2 separate regions of the Triticum aestivum genome follow, and region 1 is linked to region 2. A link is a contact called in public Hi-C data. All regions are on one chromosome and are shown on one strand. Each heading gives the region's core, a stretch centred on a gene start, on an enhancer-like site or on the middle of the called end of the contact. The rest is flanking DNA. Distances are from core to core; before and after follow the strand shown. Region 1 holds the start of LOC123078742 (mitogen-activated protein kinase 8). Region 2 has its middle 57 kb from the start of LOC123078742.

Region 1 (6,848 bases), core at 852-3,351, 56 kb after region 2:
CCTAGTCTGATCCTGAGCTCTCCCGAGGCAGCTCATCCGCTGTACTAGTTCATCCTCAACCTCCTCGCGAGGCAACCCACCACAAAGTAGGAGTAAAAAAATAAGAGAAGTTTAAAAATTCTGAAATTTTAGGGTATGAAACTTAGTCAACCATTTTACTCACATGTGAAGTTTGGTGATGTATTGACACACATGATATTCTTAGTGAAGAAAGTACAACTGGGGCCATAATATTCATGAAACGGTATTTTTTATTATAGTTTTGGTTTTGTCATTGCCCAGATTATCGCCGATGTGATTTCTTTGTGAAACTTCATACGCGAGTACACCAATTGACTATATATATTAAAAAACAGATTTATTTATTCTAGTATTTTTAAAATATACTATTCATAAGGGCACGCGTGAAACCATGCTCATCAAATCCGTGTCCAGCTAGTTATGCATTATTATATGATGCAATAATAACTCAGATGATGTCGTGCATGGTACGTAAAGAGCATTGCTATGCGTACGATTATTTCCATACGATTTTCATACGGCACTGTCAGAGCAAGCCGCTGCCCACCACCCGATCAGGAATCGTACAAAATCGTATATCCAAGCGTCGTACGTGCAGCAATTTCGGTACGTAAATTAGCTGGGACGTCAATTGGAGTTGTTGAGCAGCAACGAGACCTAATACTTGGAGAGATAAATAAAGTACTCCAGGGAATTTAACACGTACTGTTGGTATGGTAGTGATATTTCCGTACTTCGAAATGAAACTTCATGGTGATTTGAATCTTATCTAGTATTCCCTCTGTCCTAAAATGTAGGACGTTTTTTCGCATTCTGGTAGTATGGAAAAACATCTTACATTTTGAGACGGAGGGAGTACTACCTTTATCCGGGATGATTAGTCCCCTCATATCATGAGTCATATTGACCATACATTTAACTATTATTAGTAAAATATATAAGTTCATTTCAAACTACTACATCCGTCCGGATTTATTAGTTCCCATTGTATTTTTGGACAACTTGGACAATTGATTTAGCTATCAAAATGTAAGTTATATACCACAAAAATAGTATCATTGGAAACCTCTTTCAAATATGAATCAAACAATAAAATTTAATGACATACAACTTATATTTTATAGTTACATCTACGTTCGGGACAAAATATAAAGGGGATTAATAAATCAGGACGGATGTAGTACATTCAAAGAAGAATCCAACACTATAATTTGTTGTGACATGCATTAACATCTTACTAGCCAAACATGTGGTCGAAGTTTGACCGGAAATACTATGTGGACTAGTAAACCCAAAAGGAGGTAGTAGAGAGTAGTAGGCAGGAACATTTCGACCTGGTTGACAGTGGATAAAGTTGAATAAATTCGAAGCATTTTAGTAGGCGAGGGATGAGCTGATGCTGTTCATGATTCCCTCACATAAAAAGACGATCACATGGGTAGGAAATGAAGAAAGGAAAAGAAGATGGGTGATTAACACCACAGCACATGCGAGATCCGATTAGGTTATTTGGCGTCATGTACGTATGTCGGTGAGACCTTATCCTGCTGCTATGAATACTGTTGAGATGAGATGGAAGAAATCCAGATCCACCAACCGATAAGATAATTGCGGTATCTTATCATATCACGGCTCGGCTCAGCGCACGAAACTTCCCACGCGAACCGAGCCGCTACTCGTTTTTACTGCTGTACTCCGTTGGGATAGAAAAAGGTGCGGAAAAGCCGTTGGGTTGAGATAAAAATAACTTGCGTTCCACGCACATCCCCATATTGGCGTGGCTGGCCATGTGACTGATGCAAGTCGCCACAAAATAAGCACGCAAGCTGAACAAAAGTGTGTTATTAGTAAAAAAAAAAAAGAGAGGTGGTTTTGCCGGTCGCCGTCTTCGCGCCGGCCAAGCCAGAAAAACGCATGCCTGGCCACCACGCCACGCCGCTCCAAACTCAACCGGAGCGGAACGGATCTCCATAAAATCATCCACATCGTCAATCACATGGTGACCCACCGCCGCGCGGCTGTCAAAAGAAAGAAAACAAGCAAGCACTTCTTTTTAACGCCCGCCCGCCCGTCAGTGGTTCCCCGAACGAACCCGATCGCTCGCACCAGACGAACGAGACGAGACGAGACGAGGAGGAGGAGGAGGCACGGAGCTCCTTGTGTTTGGGTTTGCCCTTTGCGTTGCCCCACCCCCACCGGGCCACAGGACGAAACCAACGCCACAACAACTCACACCCCCTTCGCCCGCGAGTTGCTCAGTCGCAGCGAGCCGGGCCACAAGACACGAGCGTTCCGGTTCAGGTTGGGGTTGGGGTTGCGCTCCCTCGTTTCATCGTCGATCCGCCCGACCCGCCACACCGGCCCGGGGACAGACAGAGATCTCTCCCTCGCGCGCGCGTGCCGGCGGTGACAAATGCGGCTTGATTCGCCGGCGGACCAGCGGCGGTGAGCGATGCAGCCGGACCAGCACCAGCAGCAGCAGCGGAGGAAGGTGAGACCGTGCGCCACGCCAGGGGTTGCTGTTTGTTGCGGGGTGGTTGGCTGCCTTTCGGTGCCCGTGTGGGTTGTTGGCGCTTCGAGATCGGTCGGTTCGTCCGGCGGGTTGGATGAACCTACCTCGCCTCGGGGGAGGATTCTTTTTTCTTTTTGATTTGATGAGGAGGGGGCACTGGGCTCGTGGGATCCGGGGGGTTCCGCCGCGCACGCCCGTCAGAATTATCTCTTGCCATTGGTGTCCTGCAACTTCTCTTCTCCTTCCGTCGACAATTCCTTCCTTCCGTATAAGTTGAGGTTGTTGATTTCAGCTTCGCAGTCCAGCTGAATTATTTTCTTCCATTTCTTATCGCGAAAAAGGGATCCTTTTCACTCCTGTCTCTGGATCACAATTCACCTCAATTATTAACACAAGGTTCTCTGTTGGATTTCCCTAGTGGGTGCTTTCCTGAAATCTTCTTCTGCGGTTGGGCTGCGTCTTTTCTTGCATTGTCCCTCTATAAAGGAAATGGTATTCTTTTCTAACTTTTCCATTCCATGCTAGTAGTTGAGTACTCGTTGCTTCGTAAAGGATTACTGAGGCCTTTTCAACTCCTGTAATCTACACCAGGGGAAAGAAAAAAAAAGGGTGATTCAGATGCAACCTAAGAGGTGCCACAAACGCAAATGCGGTATTAGATTCGCTGAGTAGATATGTTTATCTCAACTCAACCCAAATCTGTGGTCTTCTTACCGTCTTTTTTCTTGCAAAAAGTTATAGCCAATCATCTTAATTGTCTCAGTGGATTAGGTTAGGTTGTCATATTCTGTGCCCACTTGGAAGGCATATTGATATTGATATAGATGGTTTTATGCCCAAGAACACATCCTTAAATAGTCATTCTTGGGCCCTTTGTGCTCGATAAGCGCTGTTTTCCTCATTGCTGGAGGCCAAGGAGTTTTGCATCGGACAGGGAGTTGTAGCTACCGTCTTTGCGCACCGTGATCCAGAAGCTTACGGAATCCAACTTTTTGTGCTGTATACAACTCTGTGAGTCAGTTGGATGCAGATTACAAGTCTGCTGTTTCAGTGGTCTGTTCGGTATGAAGTGGCCTTTATACAAAATTTGACTGTTGTATTGAGGAATTTTTTTGGGCGGTGGAAAACCTGGGTTTAACTTCTTTTTGTCCTTTAAGTTGTTTCATTGAGAGCCTATGTGGCTAGTATGTATTATCACCTGGGGTTTATCCAAAGGATGAGCCGAACCTTTTCTGGTCCTTTACTAAGTTTATTTGCTGGCAGGCTGGGCCATCTGACATTGAGCTCAATGCTTGAGGCAGATATTACTCAGTAAATTGGGCCTTCTTTTCTGTATGCGTGTCTTTTGTTTCAGTTGTGGAAAGGTTCTCCATTGCGCAGTATTAACTCTGTTTTTTTCCACTTCTCTCAGGGTTCATCGGAGATGGACTTCTTCAGTGAATATGGCGATGCTAATAGATACAAAATTCAGGAAGTCATCGGTAAAGGGAGTTACGGTGTCGTTTGTTCAGCTATTGACCAACATACTGGCGACAAGGTGGCAATCAAGAAAATACACAATATCTTTGAGCATTTATCTGATGCTGCTCGGATCCTCCGTGAGATCAAATTACTCCGCCTATTGAGACATCCTGATATAGTTGAGATCAGGCATATAATGTTGCCTCCGTCAAGGAGGGATTTCAAGGATATTTATGTCGTCTTTGAGCTGATGGATACAGACCTCCACCAAGTCATCAAGGCCAATGATGACTTAACCAAAGAACACCATCAGTTCTTTCTCTATCAGATGCTTCGTGCACTGAAATATATTCATACCGGTATGCTACTTTTTTCAAATTGAGATCTGAGTTAGTATGCAGTTCTCTATTGTCGTCCTATAATCTTTTTTGAATATCCAGGAGTAGGTATTTTATCCATACCCTATCTGTAGTTCGCTGCTGATGCTTTGCTCCGCTCCATGTGGAGCATACACAATTTGGAGAAATGCACTCACACATAAAATTCACTCTAGTGCCAAAGTTAAAAAGGCACTAGGCGTTAATTGTGCGTTTTGCAACCGCCTTGTGCTTTTCTGAGCAAACCATACACTTAAGCGCAACTATACGCACATTAACCACAATTAAGCGCTAGGCATTTTGCTATCGCCTAGAGCCTAGGCGTGCTTAAGCACCCGCCTTAGGCGCGCCTTTTTTAACCAAGTGCTAACCCAATAACCATGGCCGCCATATTTTAGAGAAAATTGTCCTTTGTCCCACATTAGTTATGTTCTTGTTGATCATTTGTCTTCTGATGATTTTGATATTTGGCCTTTCATTGACCTGAAAAATATCTCCCACTTTGTTTCATGCTTTTTGTTGCGAAATGTACACTTCTTTGTATTTACCTTTAATGTCATCATGATTATTTTCCACTATCCATTGTTGAGCTACTAACATTATCAGCTTCAAAAATCATCCATTTCCAATTTAAAATGCATGTTCATTTACCATTGTCTGTGACCTGACCAATATTTATATGATTGCAGCTAATGTTTATCATCGTGATTTGAAGCCAAAGAATATATTGGCAAATGCTAACTGTAAACTCAAAATATGTGATTTTGGGCTAGCACGAGTGGCATTCAATGACACTCCCACGACTGTATTTTGGACGGTATGTAAATTTTGGTAGACTAGAATCACATCCTGTGTTATTTGCCAAATTAGATTTGTATTCAAAGGTAGTCTTTTGGCACTTAATTTTTATCTTCTATTCATCATTGTTTGCAGGATTATGTTGCTACTAGATGGTATAGGGCTCCTGAGCTTTGTGGATCTTTCTTTACTAAGGTAACTAGTCTGCACATCTCTGTTGTGTTTGCTAGGATATCTTGTGCGCTACTGTCCACATAAACATGCCTCATGCAATTGCTGGGCAGGCTACGCTGTTTAATACCACATTATTCTTGCGCACATAGTAATAAAAGAAGATAAATCAGTGTCACAACTCACAACCTATACAAGGTTTCACTATGGTGTTCCATGTAGTCTACAGCTGTGCTGTACATATATATATATATATATATAGATGAAATGAGACCAAATTCAAGGTTCATATGACTACTAGATTCTACGTAGTCAGCTGGTCTTGCTAATAAAATGACAATGCAAACCCTTCTAGAGCCTACTGTTTTCACAACTACGGAGTATATGCTACTCCCTCCGTCCCAGTGTAGTGTCAAAAACGCTCTTATATTATGGGATGGAGGGAGTAGTTATCATTAATACCTGATCTTTCACTCCTTAAAAGGCTCTGATGTTGAATTCAGGATGCTAAATTGGTTGTTCTATGCAGTATTCACCAGCTATTGACATATGGAGTATTGGTTGCATTTTTGCGGAGATTTTAACTGGGAAACCTTTGTTTCCTGGTAAAAATGTAGTTCACCAGTTGGATTTAATGACTGATCTCTTGGGTACGCCGTCACTGGATACTGTTTCCAGGGTACGCTTTTCCATTCATGATTCATGATCCAAAGTAAGGTATCCATAAATGTCAAGCATCCTAATCCCTTTGCAACTACAGATCCGGAATGAGAAGGCAAGGAGGTACTTGAGTAGTATGAGGAAAAAACAACCGGTATGTTTTTCTGAGAGGTTCCCCAAAGCAGATCCTGCTGCACTCAAACTTATGCAGCGGCTTTTAGCATTTGACCCCAAGGATAGACCAACGGCAGAAGAGGCAAGTGTTTCTAGATAAAACTTAAGATTCAAAAACAGGTGTTAAAAACTCTGTTATCTAACAATGTTTATGTGCACATCATAATCAGGCGTTAGCTGATCCATATTTTAAAGGCCTTGGGAAGGTAGAGAGAGAACCATCCTGCCAGCCAATATCGAAATTTGAGTTTGAGTTTGAACGGAAAAAGGTGACAAAAGAGGACGTAAAGGAACTTATATTCCGTGAGATATTGGAGTATCATCCTCAACTTCTCAAGGATTACATGAATGGAACTGAAAAAACGAACTTCCTATATCCTAGGTTTTTTACCATAAGATCTCGATTTTTTCCCCATTAAATGCCAATTTTCATAACTGATCCGTTCTTGGTTCCTATGTTATTATGAAGTGCTGTAGACAATTTCCGAAGGCAATTTGCTAACTTGGAGGAAAATGGAGGGAAGGGAGGGGCAATCGTTCCATCGGACAGGAAGCATGTTTCACTCCCCAGGTACCCACTGCAAGATTTTACCAATAGTATATGCTTTTATGTTCTGCTTTTTGTTAAAACTAAGATGCCATTAAATTAAATAAATAGCTCATGTGTGCATGGT
Region 2 (6,671 bases), core at 3,588-6,087:
GCAAAAAATGCACACTGGGCCACCCTACCGCCAGACACTAAGGCGGTAGGTCTGTACAGCCTACCGCCATGACACCCGGCGGTAGGGTGCCTCCCCCCCATGCCCCCCTCATGTGACCAAAAAAGCGAACAGCTCAGCGGTAGGGTTGCACACCCTACCGCCAGGGCTGTTGGCGGTAGGGTGTGCAACCCTACCGCTGAGCTGTTCGCTTTTTCGGTCACAGAAACTTAACACATGCTCCCGCCCTACCGCCGCGCCCTATGGCGGTAGGTTGTGTTCTCCTACCGCCCCGCCCTATGGCGGTAGGGTTTGGGCATTTATAAACCCAACCGCCCCGCCCACTCCACCCCAACCCCTTATCCCCACCCACCCAACCGCCTTCTTCTTCCTCTCGCCATTTTCTCATCTCCTCCACTTCCCCCCTCCGATTTTCTTGGTTGATTCATGGATTTTGCGGATCGAGAAGGCTTTGGAAAGAGGAAGGCAAGCTCCTCCCATCCCCAATTAGTTTGAGTCAAATCAATCCGCTTTCTTATAGCCTAAAAAAGGTTCATGTTCATGTTCAAAATCATGAGGAACCCTAGTTGATATGATGAACCCTAGTTAATATAATGAACCTAGATGATTGCAATGTGATGAACCTAGTTGATGAACCCTAGGTTTAGTTTTTCTGACCATATGAGGAACCCTCCCTAGTTGATGAACCCTACGTTTAGGTTGATGAATCCTAGGTTTAGGTTTAGGTTTAGATTGCAATGTTAACAAAATTTATGATATGATGAATATCGGAGTAAGCAAAATTTATATGATGCAAGTAGTGGAGTAAATATGATATGATATGATATTGCATTTGACCCATCTTGATATATGTATTTTATTTAGTTAATGATGAACTTTTGTTATTCATCCATATGTTTAGGTCTGCAACAGTGGTGCAACCATCACCCATTCATCTCCAACACGACCCGTCCGCCTTGCCACTTCCGTACGTGTACGATTCCTTCCCCGAGCTTCTGCAGCTGGTGGGAGCTTTTTCAGACGAGTTCCTAGAGGCGACGAGGGCAGTGCGGTGGCACGAGAGGGCAGAACGGATCGCCGACGATGTGAAGTGTTGGTCGTTGAGTGTGAAGGAGTGGAAGAGAGTGACTGCAGATATGGAGGGAGATCCAACTATCTCCCGTGAACGCCGGGAAAAGACTATTGAAGTTGCCAAGCAACACTCCAACTGGGAGCTGCGCAATTTGGGCCGGAGGATCTACTTCGAGAGCAATGCGGAGGAGAGAGCCAGAATGCCGCCCCCAAGTGCATCGGCGTTCGATATCATCAGCTGGGGAAGGGCGGAGGCGAAAACTCCAGCTGGCAAGGCAAGGTGGGAGTGCTTGAACGGTCGGATGCCGACTAGCGTTCCGCCTCCGCCTGAACCGGTGGATCCGCTGTCGTATCTGTCTCCACAGCCAGGCCTAACATACGAGGGGGGAGGTTTACCCGCCCTATAAACATGCCTTATGCATATGCATCTATGTGTTAGTAGGGGTTGTCAAACTATTTGCTATTTGCTATTTGCTATTTCCTACATATGAATCTATGTGTAAACTATTTGATATTTGCTATGTGGAACCTTTATTAATATGTGAGCTCATATTTTGCTATTTGTGAAACTATGTGAAACTTGTGACAAAACAAACAATCAATAAAACTTGTAAAAACCTAAACCCACAGACCTGCGGCGGTAGGGTAACTCAACCTACCACCAAGACCTGCGGTGGTAGGGTGTTGCGCTGGCCGTTAGCTAACGGCAGTGGGCCGTCCCGTCCATGCCACCGCCGGAAGCCCTGGAGGTAGCCTGCGTGAACCTACCGCTGAGTCCTTTGGCGGTAGCAAAAGGGTCAGATGTCAAAAAAAATTCAAAGTGAGGTCAGATCCCGATTTTGTTTGTCAAAAGGGTCAAAACACGAAATTTGGCCTCCTCTTGGACCCTTCACGTTGTTCTGCAGTTGCATACACGCACCCACTGTAGCACATGATGCATCTCACTGCAGGCTGCACCATGCCATTGCAAGGTTGCAAGGCTCTACCAACAAAGAGCTCAAAACATTGCTAGGCTATATCAATGCTTTAAATATCAAACGACGATTTTGAAAGTAACATAGGCCAACAACTCCATTAGATCAACATATCCAAGCATCACTGACATAGGCATGCATGGGGTCTCTTGGGTTAAATACATTGTCCATTATCATATTGGAATTATTGGGACTACTTTAAGTAGTACGTTAGTCTAAGAGTGCTTTGCGCAAGTTGCATTATTGAAGAGAAAATTCCACCTGTTCCTGCAATTATTGAATTGCATGAATGCGTAAGGTCTCTACAAAATGATCTAGTGTTTGGAGCTGACTATGAGTCAAGAGCTTGATGGTGTGGCTTACTCCCGGAATAAAGTCGACAAAAATGCCATATGCAGCACTTGTTTGGTGCTTGAGAAAATTAACGCACACTGATTTTATCTCCATTGAGGTTTTGTGTGTCTATCTTGCACATGTGTTGTTCAACAATTGCATTGGTGCTTGTTGTTCTTGAACTCAACCTATCAAGGGTGGTTCGCTATATAGAACCAATTTTCGCTCGGTCCGCACATGCGGGCAATGCTAGTATCTATGTTAATTAAGTAAATCAAAATTCAGACTCTTTTGCGGGAAGAAATGCATACTTTATTATTAAATACATAAACAAGTCACATTATATGTGTTAGTAAATTGCATTGGGGTAAAACATGCTACAATTGTATACAAAAGATTTCACTGGAATTACTTAACGTATTTGGATGATTTTCTTTGAGTTTTCTTGATACCATAGTCTTAAAAAATACTTTTTGGTGTTTGGGTCTAATAAAAATCATAGCTTTACAAAACTGTAGTTTCTCTAATATAAGAGTATCTACAGCCGGGCGTCGCAAACCCTCTCATACACTCAGGCGGACGGACTGGTCAGTGACTGGTCAGTGACTGGTCAGAAAAAACCGACCCAGATGGGTGCCTAAAACCGGCCTCAAACGTCTAGGCTGACTGGCACCCCTATATACAATCCAAATATGGGGCAGATCTGGGGAGGCCCGGGCGCGACCGGGCGTGGCTACCACGTCGGACCAGGCCCACGCTAGCCCACCGGACCCACATATATTCATCCCTATCCCCTCCTCGGACTAAATCCTAGCCACTCCACTCCACTCCACTCTGCCACCCAAGCTCCCGTCCGGCGATCTCCACTATGGTGGCAGCGGACCTGACTCTGGCCAGTCCAGATCTGTCGACTGGGGTGTCGTCCCATGCGGGTTGGAGGAGGCAATGGTCGTCCGCATTGCACTCCGCCGCTCCCGGGAGGACAACACCCGACCTACGACGGGCTCTGATCGGCGGGAGTTGATTGCGTCGGCACATCGGGCGCTCAAATCCACCGGGACAGGATCATCACGGTCCTCCTGAGAGCCTACCAATCTCCCTTTTCCCATCACTGGTCTGCCGAAGTATGAGTGCTACCAAGACCAGTGTGCCCGCCATGGGAAGGAGATGATGAGGTCGGCGAAGGCGGCTGATGCGGCGGTGCGGGCGACCGCAGAGGAGGAAGCCATATGCGCCTGCATTGTAAAGAAGCGGCAGTGGGGAAATACACGCGACCTCGCTCGAGAGCAGAATCCGGCGGTCCATGCCATGGTCGGACTGCCCCCAAGGAGGAGAAGGAGGACAACGTCGGGTCAGACAGCTACGACGACGGGCAGATTCGGCTCAATCCCTACTGCGTCTACGACCGCTACTTCCGCGAGAAGGGCGGTGGGAAGGGCAAGGGCAGCCGCGGATGATTTTCTCCATATCTAGCATGTAGGTTAAACATGTGAAATTTTGGTAGTCCCATAACATGTCCTAATGTAGTAGTCGGACAATGTGTGTAATGCATCGTTTGCGTAGTTACATGAGTTTGTATGAATTTGAGGTATACTAATTGAGGTGTCCGATTGTGAGAAGAGAAATTTGAGGTGTGACTAGGCAGTGCCCGTTTTGAGGGGTCAAATTTGCCAAGTCCGGCATTCGCAGGCATTTTTCGAATACCTGTATAACATGTCTCGTCATAGATGATGTGGAAAGCTATGAAAAGAACTATCTTTACAAACCGCTGTACATTGTCGATCTAAAAAACTAACTGATGTACATTGTATAGCCTGCTAGTATCTCTGGAAACACCCCGTAAACCGCCTGGTGGCTGGTTAAATTTTGCTGCCTTGTTCCATGCAATCGGCCATTCGAGACTTTGCGAGAAGTCACACATCGGCACAATTTACTCACGTAAAATCAGAACAAGAGCTACTCCAGCAGAGAAGCGACGGCACTCTATCCGTCACTGGCCTACACCAGCTGCCGTTTCGCGTTTGGACGGAGTAGAGCCGCGGCCAAGTCTCCGACACTGCCTTGGCTTCACCGAGACAGCTCCGGCCTGTCGTCCCTGTCGCTCCGAAAGACGACGAGCAGCCAGGCACCGAAATGAAATGGAACTTGGAGCCCCCGAAGCGATGGATGGCTGGATGCAGCGCATGCATGGCTCGCCCGTCTGCCCCAATTTGTGCAAGTGGGGGTGGCACCCCCTTCCAAGCCGCGGGTCGTCCTCTGCAGGCTTCGCTCCCTCGCTGTATCTAGCTGCAATAGACTAGACGCCCCTCGGTCGGTTTCGCCTCGCGCTCACGGCGTCCGTGCCTGCCGGAGCGACCGCGGCGGTCAAGCAAGCGCGCGGTACGTCGCCTTCTCGTGTGGCGTCGCCTGCGGATCAACGCTGAGCGCAACGTTTAGAAAAGAAGAAGCGCTCGTGTCCGGGCCGTGGGTCACGACGAACCAACCGACGGCGAACGCACGGCCCGGGTGGGGCAGCGGACGGCGACGTTGCCTTTTCGAGTAAAAGCGACGGCTCGTCCGATCAATTTGTCCGGTTCCCGCGCGCACATGTGACATGTACGGGAGCTGGGTTCGGACTCGGAGAAACCGGATGCACTCCACTCCCCTACCCGGCTAGTTGCCCAAAACAACTCAGTCAGAGCCCAACATACTCAACACAAGCTGGGTTTTGCTTCCTGGAACACGAACACGAGCGGGCAAGGTTGGTGAAGATCTATGCCGTTTTAACCTTTTCTTTTAGAGAAAAGGCAAGAATGCCCGATTTCAAATTAATGAAGCCACCAACTGTCTAGAATACAATGATGTTGAATACAAAGGCCAAAGACTTGACAAAAACTGAAAAAATACAATCAAAACACGCTAACGACCAAGCATGAGCAAAGTGACACCGAGCATAGCACTAGGTGAAACCAAGATCGAGCCGCCGGAGTACTCGACGCAAGCAGAACAACAAAGCAACTGCATCGAGATGATAGTAGTGTTAGACTGTATATACGTAGACTTTGTATACACCTTGTATTGTATCCTTTGGTACTTCTATATAATGAGATAGCCACACCTTGTTTAGGATGTCGAGCAGTTTCCCAAAACATACGTCTTACATGGTAGCAGTTTAGGGTTACGATGTCTTCCACTGCCCCCGCCGCGATCGCTGCGCCGGCCCATGCGCCGGCCTTTGCCGTCGCCCCCTCATCGCCCTTGCTTGCCTCTCAGCCCCTAGCTGCGGCCTGGTGGCACGCCGAGCCCCCCGGAGGAGCCCCTCCAGGTGCCCATATCGGATCGGGTGGGCAGGGCGATCTGCCTCCGCCGGTCTCCTCCGGCGGCCCGTCTTCCTCGACCAACGCCGCTACGCCGCCACCCTACCGTGGTCCTGCGCCCGCATATGACGCCGTTCCTGCATCGATCTACGGCGCTCCGCACCCGTACGGCGTCTCGGCGTCGGCCTACGGTGCTCCGTGGTATGGCGCCCCTGCATCGGCCTATGGTGCCATGCCACCGCCGCCGTCTGCCTGGCCGGCGCCTCCCTATGGTGTGCCGCCCTCGCAACCCTACGTGGCGCCGTCGCGCCCTCAACCCTATGCGGCACCGCCGCCTTCACTGCCCTACGGGGCTGCGCCTCCTACGTCACCTGGGGCTCCGGTCGCGACTACCGGTGATGTCCTAGCTACTCCTGGCGCCTACCCGTCGCCGCCATACGCTGGTGTTGTGCCTGGCTATGGCGCACCTCTGGCGATCGCCCCACACCCAGAGATGGATCCATCAATGGGTCTCTACGCGCCACCGACACAGGCTCATGTGAATCATGCTGCGGCACCATCGCCGTTTTACTTCTCGCACCTCCTTCCGGTGAAGCTCACGCCGGGCAATTACTTGTCTTGGCGGGCTCAGGTGCTGCCTCTTCTCCGAAGCCGCTACTTGGAGGGGTAAGTTGACGGCTCCATCCCGTGCCCGCCGCCGTCTCATCCGGCTTATCACGTGTGGGTGGCCCAGGATCAGGCAATCCTCTCCGCCATCCCGTCGTCGCTCACTCAGAGCGTGTCGTCGTGTGACGCCCGGATAATTAGGCTACAGTAATCCCACGTTAACGATGCCACGTCACCACGGTTACTGTTGTTAATCTCGCGTTAGTTCAAAACTGATTTGAAATTCAAATTCAAAAATAGGCAAAACAGCAAAAGTTTTCAAATATTAAAACTAAATTGTTCGGGTTGTGTCAAATAATGCATAGGTAATTAT

Evidence for each region. A called contact is a pair of places that touch in the nucleus more often than the background predicts.
Region 1: a contact with region 2 is called in a Hi-C map of leaf, with 4 times the contacts expected there. The contact joins the promoter of LOC123078742 here to the enhancer-like site in region 2. A contact is called at or near these places in 2 of 5 Hi-C or Micro-C datasets (both in leaf).

What each region holds. Positions count from the first base shown.
Region 1 is chr3D:338,727,735-338,734,582 of IWGSC CS RefSeq v2.1, forward strand. LOC123078742 (mitogen-activated protein kinase 8) reads left to right here and starts at 2,102. Exons shown (of 11, transcript XM_044501345.1): 1 at 2,102-2,512; 2 at 3,945-4,353; 3 at 5,061-5,188; 4 at 5,305-5,364; 5 at 5,870-6,019; 6 at 6,101-6,256; 7 at 6,345-6,556; 8 at 6,644-6,745. The coding sequence starts at 2,474.
Region 2 is chr3D:338,669,329-338,675,999 of IWGSC CS RefSeq v2.1, forward strand. No RefSeq gene overlaps it. Among protein-coding and RNA genes, the nearest start is that of LOC123078742, 57 kb to the right of the region's middle. Within about 2 kb of position 4,838, at least 3 of the 8 cell types and tissues checked have an H3K27ac peak or open chromatin away from gene starts, as enhancers often do. A contact at or near this core is called in leaf, where this site is marked.